Linked DNA regions of Mus musculus: region 2 is linked to region 1. A link is a contact called in public promoter capture Hi-C data. All regions are on one chromosome and are shown on one strand. Each heading gives the region's core, a stretch centred on a gene start, on an enhancer-like site or on the middle of the called end of the contact. The rest is flanking DNA. Distances are from core to core; before and after follow the strand shown. Region 1 holds the start of E030025P04Rik (RIKEN cDNA E030025P04 gene). Region 2 holds the start of Abca8b (ATP-binding cassette, sub-family A (ABC1), member 8b).

Region 1 (4,592 bases), core at 907-3,406:
GGTCCTTAAAGAACTCTCTCTTGTTTGCTGTGGTGTCCCTGGTGGCTCTCATAGTGTCTGACAATAGGGTTCAGGTGTAGGGAAAGACTCGTGGTAACATAGACGTTAACACCATATAGTCCAAGAGATGGGGCAAGTCCCAGTATGGGTGGCAGGCACCAGCCCTCATCAGGTCAGCCTTGGGGACCCCTGGAGGGGGTTAACATGAGCAGAACTGTCACTAGATGCTTCAGAGAGCAAAGAGGAGGTACAGAGGACCACTCACCTCAGACCTTGGGGTATGTGTTAAGTGTTCGATGTATCCTGGATGACTAAAGAAAGGACATCATGAGCTAGTGTGGATGAAAGTGGTTTTCAAACCATAGGGAAACTCCCTGAGACTGAGCTATTTGGCCATTATCACCTTCTCTGCTCCCTGGATCCATGAATAGATGACATTCTGCAGTCTCTTATGTTGCTGCCACTGCAGAAGCAAGACACAAAGCCTGGCTGTGGGGACCTCCAGGTGGCCAGGTTTGAAGACTTCATGTCAAGGAGCGATAACTACCTTGCTTTTCTTTTCTTGGGGGTTGCTTAGCATCTGGTGTTGTCTTGACCAACAGGCAGTAGCAGTGGTAGTTCATGTTGCAGATTTGAGAGGTTCCTAGAGGCTGTGCAATAAGTCCAGGGTTCAGAAGCACAGTGCTGGAGTCCTGGGCACTATTCATAAGCAGAGAGGGTCACTCAAAAAGCCCTTTTAGAACCGAAGGCCTGTGAGCATGTAGCTCTGACCATGGTCCTAGCAGTCCAAATGGTCCTTGTGAAGATAGAAGGAGGACGTGCTTAAGAGAACAACTACGGAAGTATTTCAGCTTGACTGGGGCAGACGATATTGACAAGAAGGCATCGGTTGGAGACAAACATGAAATACTTACTGGCCTTAGTAGGCAGATGATTCCAGCCATGATCTTAAGGTCTTACATGGTAAGGATCCTAAGATGAGTTGCTAACCTGACTCCAAATCAGACCTTACAGAGAACAGCCAAAGGGTCTGGAAAAGAAAGGAAGTGAAGCCCACCTCCAAGAGTTCCAAAGGATGGAGGGTCTCATTCTGCATGCTTGCTTGGCGAGGTTACGACAAATGCCTGGCTCGATTCCAAGTTCCTAGAAACAATGTTTACAAGATAGTGCCTTTGTTCCTCAAGAAGTAAATACATAGAATCCCAAGTCCAAGCCAGGCGAAGGCCATTGCAGTTCTGTTTCCCTCAGTCCTAAGAGTCTAGCACTCCAAGGACATGGGATGGACGCTAATAACCAAGCTTTATACAGCATCTGGCAACGGCACTCATAAAATCCAGAGAGATTACACGGCCTGGGAAATGGTGCAATTAGTTAGATTTATAACCAGCTGACAGATTGTACCCAAAGGATGCTGATAAACAGGATATAGAATCTCCTAAATGGAGACCTTCAGGAATGAGACAGATATCGTCAATAAGTAAGAGTGGGCTGTGTGCCTGATAACAGGGGACAGTTGGGACAGAGGCCAAACAGAGAGCCTGTGTATCGACTACCAGATGTGCTCATTGCACGAGTCCCAGGTAGAGTGCATAGTCTACAACCTACATAACTGTATACAGCTGCTCCAGCTGTTGGGTTGTGGTTCTGGTGTTGACATAGCTTCAATCGTTCAGGAGAAGCTTTAAAAAATAATCCAGTGTTGGCCACTAATTCAAAGGTAAAATAAAAAAGAAACATAAAATATTATTCAGTCCAAACATAGCACATCTGCAGGCCTCATCTGGCAGCTGGACCATCAATATGTGAACTCTGACCCCAGAAAGATTTTCAGTAGCATGGGGCTGTGTCATGTGTCCACTTCTATTCAACATGTTTATCAATGACTTAGATTAAACTCTAGAAAATATGAGGGTCAAATTGATTATTGATCCAAAGCCAGAGACACAGCTGGATGGCCAACTCTGGATTCTCAATCACTTCAAGAGACAGAGACTAGGACTGGGTTATGCAAGAGGACCTCTGGAGTAAACAAACGTTAGATCACGTCCTTGGGCAGGGTGTGTGTGTGTGTGGGGGGGGACGGGACAGGGACTGATCCACACAAGAACACATGACTTACCAGAGCACGTGGTAAGAGGGGAAATGCTGCAGAGTCTTTGCTGCCCACAGATCAGCAAACACACACTGGTGTGATGTGGTTGCCAAGATGAGAAGGAATTTTCAGCTTCACCAGGGGGAACAGATCCCATTCTGCTGGGGCCAGTGGCAGCTGGAGCTTTGCCCTTGGTTCTGGGAACGCTCTGAGATGGATGACTGCGAGATTTGCAGCAAGGAGGGCAAAGGGATTGAGCACTACTCAAAAGGAGAGTGAGTAGCTAAAGATGTTAGGGCTTCCTCCTCCCTTAGAGAACAGAAGTCTTGGCGTGTAACTCCTGGGCTCTGACATCTGGGGAGTTTCGAATGGATGTCTCAGACAACACCAAAGAAGAAGAAAAAAACATACCAAGAACCAGAGTTTAGTCAACCCTTCAGATACTGCGTAAGCATGTCTCAGATTTGGGGGAAGGACTGTCCCCACCTCACCCCTGGGAGCAGCAGGAGGTGGGTCAACTTCAGCCAAGACCAGGATGGAAGGGATCCGACTGTTAGACGCGTGGCCGTCAGAGACACAGAGGACACAGCTAATAGGATGCAGAAAAGGCCCAGGTGAGAGTTAGCTGTGACATTTTTTTTTAAATAACCACTGAAACTAAATAGCCACATACAAACTTCTAACTTTGGCTGGTAAGGAACAGCGTATCAAACGAATTTAGGAGGAGGGGCCCGAGGCCAATGGGTACTTAGGAGACATCAACATGACAAACCATAGTTTCAAAAGTGGGGTTTCAAGTCGGGCGTGGTGGTGCACACCTTAAATCCCTGCACTTGGGAGGCAGAGGCAGGTAGATGTCTGTGTTTGAGGCTAGCCTGTTCTACAAAACGAGTTCCAGGACAGCCAAGGCTATACAGAGAAACCCTGTCTCGAAAAAAAAAAGTGGGGTTTCTTCTGGGGTTTCTTCACCGAGGACTTCAGGAAGACACCTCATCTTTTTCCACCTTATGTATCTCAGAGGGCCACACTTCCACAAAGATAATTTTTCTCACCAAGTCATGAGAACACTCCCCGTTCTAAGAATGTAGGAACCCATTGCTCTTCCCTCAGAATAGACTGGAATCTCTTCACAAAGCATTGAAATACAACATCTTCTTTCAACGACTGGAGGTAAAGCCCATTCTAGTGTCACAGAGGGGAGAAGGGGATCTCGGAGCGCTACATGGTTGCCTGAGGTCGTGGAGGTCTAAGTCTGCTCTAGCAAGCATTATAAGTGCCCCTCAGAGCAAGAGTCAGCAGACTCCAGGGGAGGCACAGGATCCCAGCTACAGACCGACTTCTGATTCTTTGCTCTTTCATAGGCCTTCACGCCAAATGTCCTGCTATAAAACAAAGGGCCTTCCCATTAAGAACTGGCATCATACTTGGCACGATAGTATATATCTGTAATCCCTGCAGTGCCCAGGAGGCTGAAGGAGGACTTTCCTGAGTCTGAGACTGGCTTAGGTTCATACAATGAGTTAAAGGTCAGCCTGTGCTATAGAGTGGGCACACACACACACACACACACACACACACACACACACACACACACACAGAGAAAGAGAGAGAGAGAGACAGACAGACAGACAGACAGAGACAGACAAACAGACAGACAGACACACACACACAGAGACAGACAGACAGACAGACAGAGACAGAGACAGAGACAGAGACAGAGACAGAGACAGAGAGAACTAACTTGTAGACCATAATAATGAACATTGACTTTGTCCATTATAGACAGTCCCAGTTAGCAATGCAGGGATGTATGCTCATAGCAGGCATGGGCTAGCCTGAAGGCTAGGGACAAATTCTGTGGCCATAACATTAATGTGACCTTCAACCACAGACGGAGTGTCAACACCATTATACACATCACCATCACCATCTTAGGTGCATTTCTGTCCTTAGCACTCAGCCTGGCTTATCATCATGGTAGATAGCTTCCAGGGTGGTACCCAGCTATCCCTGGATTCTGATAGTCACATTCGTGCACACATTGGATGGGGCCAATGTGAAAAAGGATGACTCACCTTTAAGTAGGATATTACAGAAATGGCAAGAGTGACTCTCTAGGCAAGGTCATCAAAATACTCCTTGTTTTGTCTTGGCTGTGTCTCTGCCCACTCCGGGCAGGCCGGTCACCATGTTGTAAAGACATTCAAGCGGGCCTCCTGAGAGAGCCACGTGGTGAGGAACGGAGGCATCCTGCCAACCTGTGACTGGAAGCAGACCCCGAGAACTGAATTGAGTCCGTAGTCACATGCTGTCCACCTGACTTCATGGGCTCTATCTCATGTAGAACCCTGATCCAGACCACTGAGCCAAGCTTCTCTGGAATTCATGGCCCAGAGAAATCAGAAGAGATAATACTGTTTATTGTTATTGAAGTTGCTTCACTTTGGGGTGACTGGTTACATAGCAAAATACCACCCATGCATCATCCATAAATTCGTGA
Region 2 (4,592 bases), core at 1,414-3,913, 850 kb before region 1:
TCAAAAGATGGCCTAGTCGGCCATCACTGGAAAGAGAGGCCCATTGGACTTGCAAACTTTATATGCCCCAGTACAGGGGAACGCCAGGCCCAAAAAAAATGGGAATGGGTGGGTAGGGAAGTGGGGGGGAGGGTATGGGGGACTTTTGGGATAGCATTGGAAATGTAATTGAGGAAAATATGTAATAAAAAAAGAAAAAAAATATGGTGATCTCTACAGGCTTTATCTCCCCTTTGTTGGGTATTTAAGCTAATGTTATCCCAGTTGGGTCCTGGGAGCCTCTCCCTTCCCAGGCAATCTGGGACTTTCTAGTGCCACTCCCCGCCCCCCCCCCCCCCCCCCCGTTCCCCACCTCCACTGCTACATATTTCTATTCATTTTCTGGACCCTCTGGATTTCTCTCCTGTCTCTTCCCATACCTGCTCCTGCCCCCCCCCCGTTTTCCCTCCCCCACCTCTCTCCCTCCCAGGTCCCTCCCTCCCTCCCTCCACCTCCATTAGATAGGCATGACCCACCCATGTCAAAAATGTTAACACAGAATTTTTCCTGTCTAAAGGAAATGCAGGGACAAAACATGGAGCAGAGGCCAAAGAAAAGGCCATCTAGACACTACCCCACCTTGAGATCCATCCCCAGAGCTCCCAGGTACTAAACCATCAACAAAGAATACACATGGAGGGACCCCATGGCTCCAGCTACATATGTAGCAGAGGATGGCCTTATCTGGCAACAATGGGAGGGGAGGCTCCAGGTCCTGTGGAGGCTTGATGGGTCAGCATAAAGGATGCTAGAGTGGTGAGGCAGGAGTGGGTGGGTAAGTGGATGAGAGAGCAAAGGGGAGGGGAGATGGGATGGGTAGTTTGTGAGGAGAAACCAGAAGGGGCACAATATTTGAAATATAAAATAACCAATAAAAGCTTAAGTTCATTGGTTAAAAATAATAATAAGGTGGATTGGGGACTGGAGAGGTGGCTCAGGGATAAAGAGCACAGTTGCTCTTGCAGAGGACCCAGATTCAGTTCCCATACGGTAATCTGCAATCTGTAACTCCAGTTCCAAGGGATTTGACTCAATTCTTAACCCCACGGACACAAGGTATGCACTTGATGTATGCGCATGCACAGACGTACAACCAAAACACCCAAACACATAAGATAAAATAAATAAACCTTTTTAAAATAAAAATTACGGTGATACATAGAGAAACCCTGTCTCTAAAACAAACAAACAACAACAAAAAAAAACAGTATAATGAATTTGTTTTTTAATTGTGTGAGAATTTCATACATGTATTACATTTACATAATTTCCCCTCTAATTTTTCCTGTGTGTCTACTCAATTCCCTCTCAAATTCATGGCATCTTAATTTCTATTGTACACACACATACACACACATACACACACACACACCCCTAATGTCTTTTAACATTGTTCATATGTACCCGTCTTTAGGGCTGACCACTTGGGATTGGATGAACTACAAGACTTTTTTCTGGAGAGCACTGGTTCTCCGTTCCTCACCAGTCATTGGTTGCCTATATCTCTTTATCTAGGAGTAGACCCTAGAAATTTTACCTCTTCCTGTTGGCATGTCAGCTGTGGTTGTCATTATGTAAGTTTCCTTTAGGCAGATATATTGTTGCAACCTCCCGGGAGCAGCAATCCTGTCTAGAAGATATTGTCCAGCAGCCATATAGCCTAGTCCTCTGATTCACATCCCTTCTTCCAGGATGTTCCCTGAACTTATATTATGGGTGTACATAATGTGTTGGGTCTGGGTACCTCTTGGCGACCAGTTATGGATCCTTGTAGTAGCCTCAGTTAGATGCAAAAGGAAGCTTCTTGAAGAAGCATGAGAACTACATTCAACTGTAGGCATAAGAAGTATTTAAAATGCAGTTAGAAATTATATTGCTTAAGAAAAATAGCAGTGGTACATTCTCCTCTAGGGTCTATGACCGCTACATCCACAGAGAGTTGACTAGGTTTAGAATATCAAACACAATTTCCTTCTGATTGAGAAGGCTTGGTGTTCAATTATATAGCTGTTGGATACCCCCAAGGTAAATAATGCCACAGTTACACCAGTCAGAAAAATAATAGCATGGTACACAGTAATATATAATTAAAATAATATATAATAAAATAGCATATTCATAATCCATGATTAGTGTTTATTAAGCAAATGGCAATCAAGCTGCAAAAATAACAGAAATATGGACAGCACTTGATGAAGACCCTTGATGTCTATCTCTTTCCTCCAGGAGCAGAAGGGACATACAAGATAATTGTCTCCAGTATCTAGAATGAAGACCCTAAAACCTACTCCATAAATCAACAGTCAAGACTAAAGCTCAGCGGGAACTGGAAAAAAATCACCAGAGAACTAAATGAAAGCAAAACTGAGAAATAAGAATGAAAATCCTGAGTGAAGAAGTCAGAAGCCCAGGGCTGTGGGTGGAGAGAAAGCTTTCCTCCGATAACACAGCTCTCTGATTTACCACCTTCCAGTTTAAAAGCAACGCATTAAATGTTGCTCTCCAGCTTAGGCATCCTGCAAGCTTGGGAATATTGAATTTCCTCCGTTATACAGCCACATGGCCAGGTGACCAAATATAACTGGCACCGCCCTGCGGGGGCTGGCTGCACAGCGGTAAAAGAGGAGCAGCCATGCGCGGTCACGTGTCCGTGGTGTTTGGCAAGACCAACCCAGAGCTGAGATCATAAACTCCCGCTGAGAGCAGCTTTCACCAGTCGCGTTCACGGACAGCAAACAGTTAAACTCTAGAAAGGTGCTGGAGAATAGGGGGAGGGGAAGGTGTCTCACTTTATTATTCTAAACAGAGCCCGTGATTAAATGGTGCGGCTGGAGTCCCTGCTTGGCATTTCCCGAAAGTAAGTTTCTGAGATTTTGTTTTCCTTATCAGGTTTATTTGTTTGGGCATCGGGATTATTATTGTTGTTGTTATAATAAAAAAATGAACCGTTTTATGAGCTGAATGCTAACCATCTGTGTCAAAGTTGGTTTTTTAAAAATCAGTGGGCTATTCTGAAATGTTTTGGTGTCTGGTGTGTAATATTAAATAGAGCAAGGTATTCAATTAAAATATATACCTTTATATCATGATGTTCTGCTGAGCCATAAAATGAGTGTGCGAATGAGCTGAAATTGGCCAACAGACTGACTGTCAAGCTGAGACACTTCAGGATTGAGTGGGAAGCTTGTACTGCCTCTGGAGTTATTTGCTTTGATGATGTAATTTGGCAATCTGGGGTTAACTTTTCTGAGACTGCTTCCGGAGAGGGTTCACAGAACACTTGATGAATAGCAAGCTGTGACTGTTCTTGGATCTCTGGCTGTTCTGACACCGTGGGGGAAATGAGAATGTGAAATGTGCAGGGCTCTCCTGTCTCACAGCCTAACTTTGAATGTTCATCCTTCAGCACAGAAGTGTCAGCCTCCCAGGGCAACAGGGGAGGAGAAACACTTAGTCTCTCGCCCTCTGTCTCTGTCTGTCTCTGTCTCTGTCTCTGTCTCTGTCTCTGTCTCTGTCTCTGTCTCTGTCTGTCTGTCTGTCTGTCTGTCTCTCCCTCCCTTCCCCTTTCTCCTCCTCCCCCCCCCCCCCCCACTTAAACATTTTGGATATTATTTATGCCACAGATAAGGAGGGTTCATGTCTTCAGTATTTTTACAAATCGCAGAACACACACACCAGGAGTGGACAGACAAGGAGGCGATTTTAATTTACAAATAAAATCAGAGAAGTTGCAGACAAGAGTGCAGTTGCCTGCAGGGCTGTGCCTGATTCTGTATTGAGATCTCTACTCAGACAACTCTGCCACCCCAACAGACTACACAGTCCCCTCAGAAGTTGTTCCCTCTGGATTATCCGGACTGAGAACAACTCATGAGGCACCTTAGCGGCCCCTCAGTGGGCACTCCAACCTGATGCAGCTCCACTCTTGGCATCCATTCCTTCCTTCTCTCTTTCCATGAGTTGTCTCCTTTCTTTTCTTGCCTGTCTGCCTTGCCTGGGACCTCCTTTAACAGCCCTATGCAGGTTCCTCCTGTGGCAATAGCCCCTGAGCCTGCTTCAGCCATTGTGTCTCCCATTAGACTGGCCAGGACTTATCACCTGAGCTTCGACTCTAGAGAATCCACGAGAGTGAGCTCTCTGTGTGTGGTAAACATGAGGAGCACTTCTGGTAAGGACCCACCAGCTTGTTGCTGTGGATCATCGTGTGGGGTTCATCCCTAGCACTCGCTTCAGTTCTTAGGACTTAGAACCAATTTTATGGTATTCACCATGGAGCTACTGACTTTGTGGTCAAAAGCCCGGGCCATTCACGCCCCTGGCTTCCCAGAAATCTGATAAGCATGGGATTCTGGGGAGCCTTCCCTTTCATGATTCAGCTTAGGTATCCAGTGTCCTCCCTCAGGAAAAAAAAAATGCTTTTGAAGAGCATTTACATCCCTTAGTTTGCAGAAGAGGTTTCACCAGAGCATGTTTGCATAGTATTGATTGTTGAAGTTGTAGCAGGAGGTGGTGTTATTATGCACTAAAACATCTTCTGCAGGAAATTTTACATT

Evidence for each region. Capture Hi-C pulls out chosen DNA fragments and counts their contacts.
Region 2: a contact with region 1 is called in a promoter capture Hi-C map of liver, with 5 times the contacts expected there. The contact joins the promoter of Abca8b here to the promoter of E030025P04Rik in region 1. A contact is called at or near these places in 1 of 39 promoter capture datasets (pre-B cells) and 1 of 9 other capture datasets (liver).

The regions. Positions count from the first base shown.
Region 1 is chr11:109,141,933-109,146,524 of GRCm38.p6, reverse strand. It overlaps E030025P04Rik (RIKEN cDNA E030025P04 gene), which reads left to right and starts at 2,156. Exons shown (of 3, transcript NR_037978.1): 1 at 2,156-2,706.
Region 2 is chr11:109,993,916-109,998,507 of GRCm38.p6, reverse strand. It overlaps Abca8b (ATP-binding cassette, sub-family A (ABC1), member 8b), which reads left to right and starts at 2,663. Exons shown (of 39, transcript NM_013851.3): 1 at 2,663-2,896.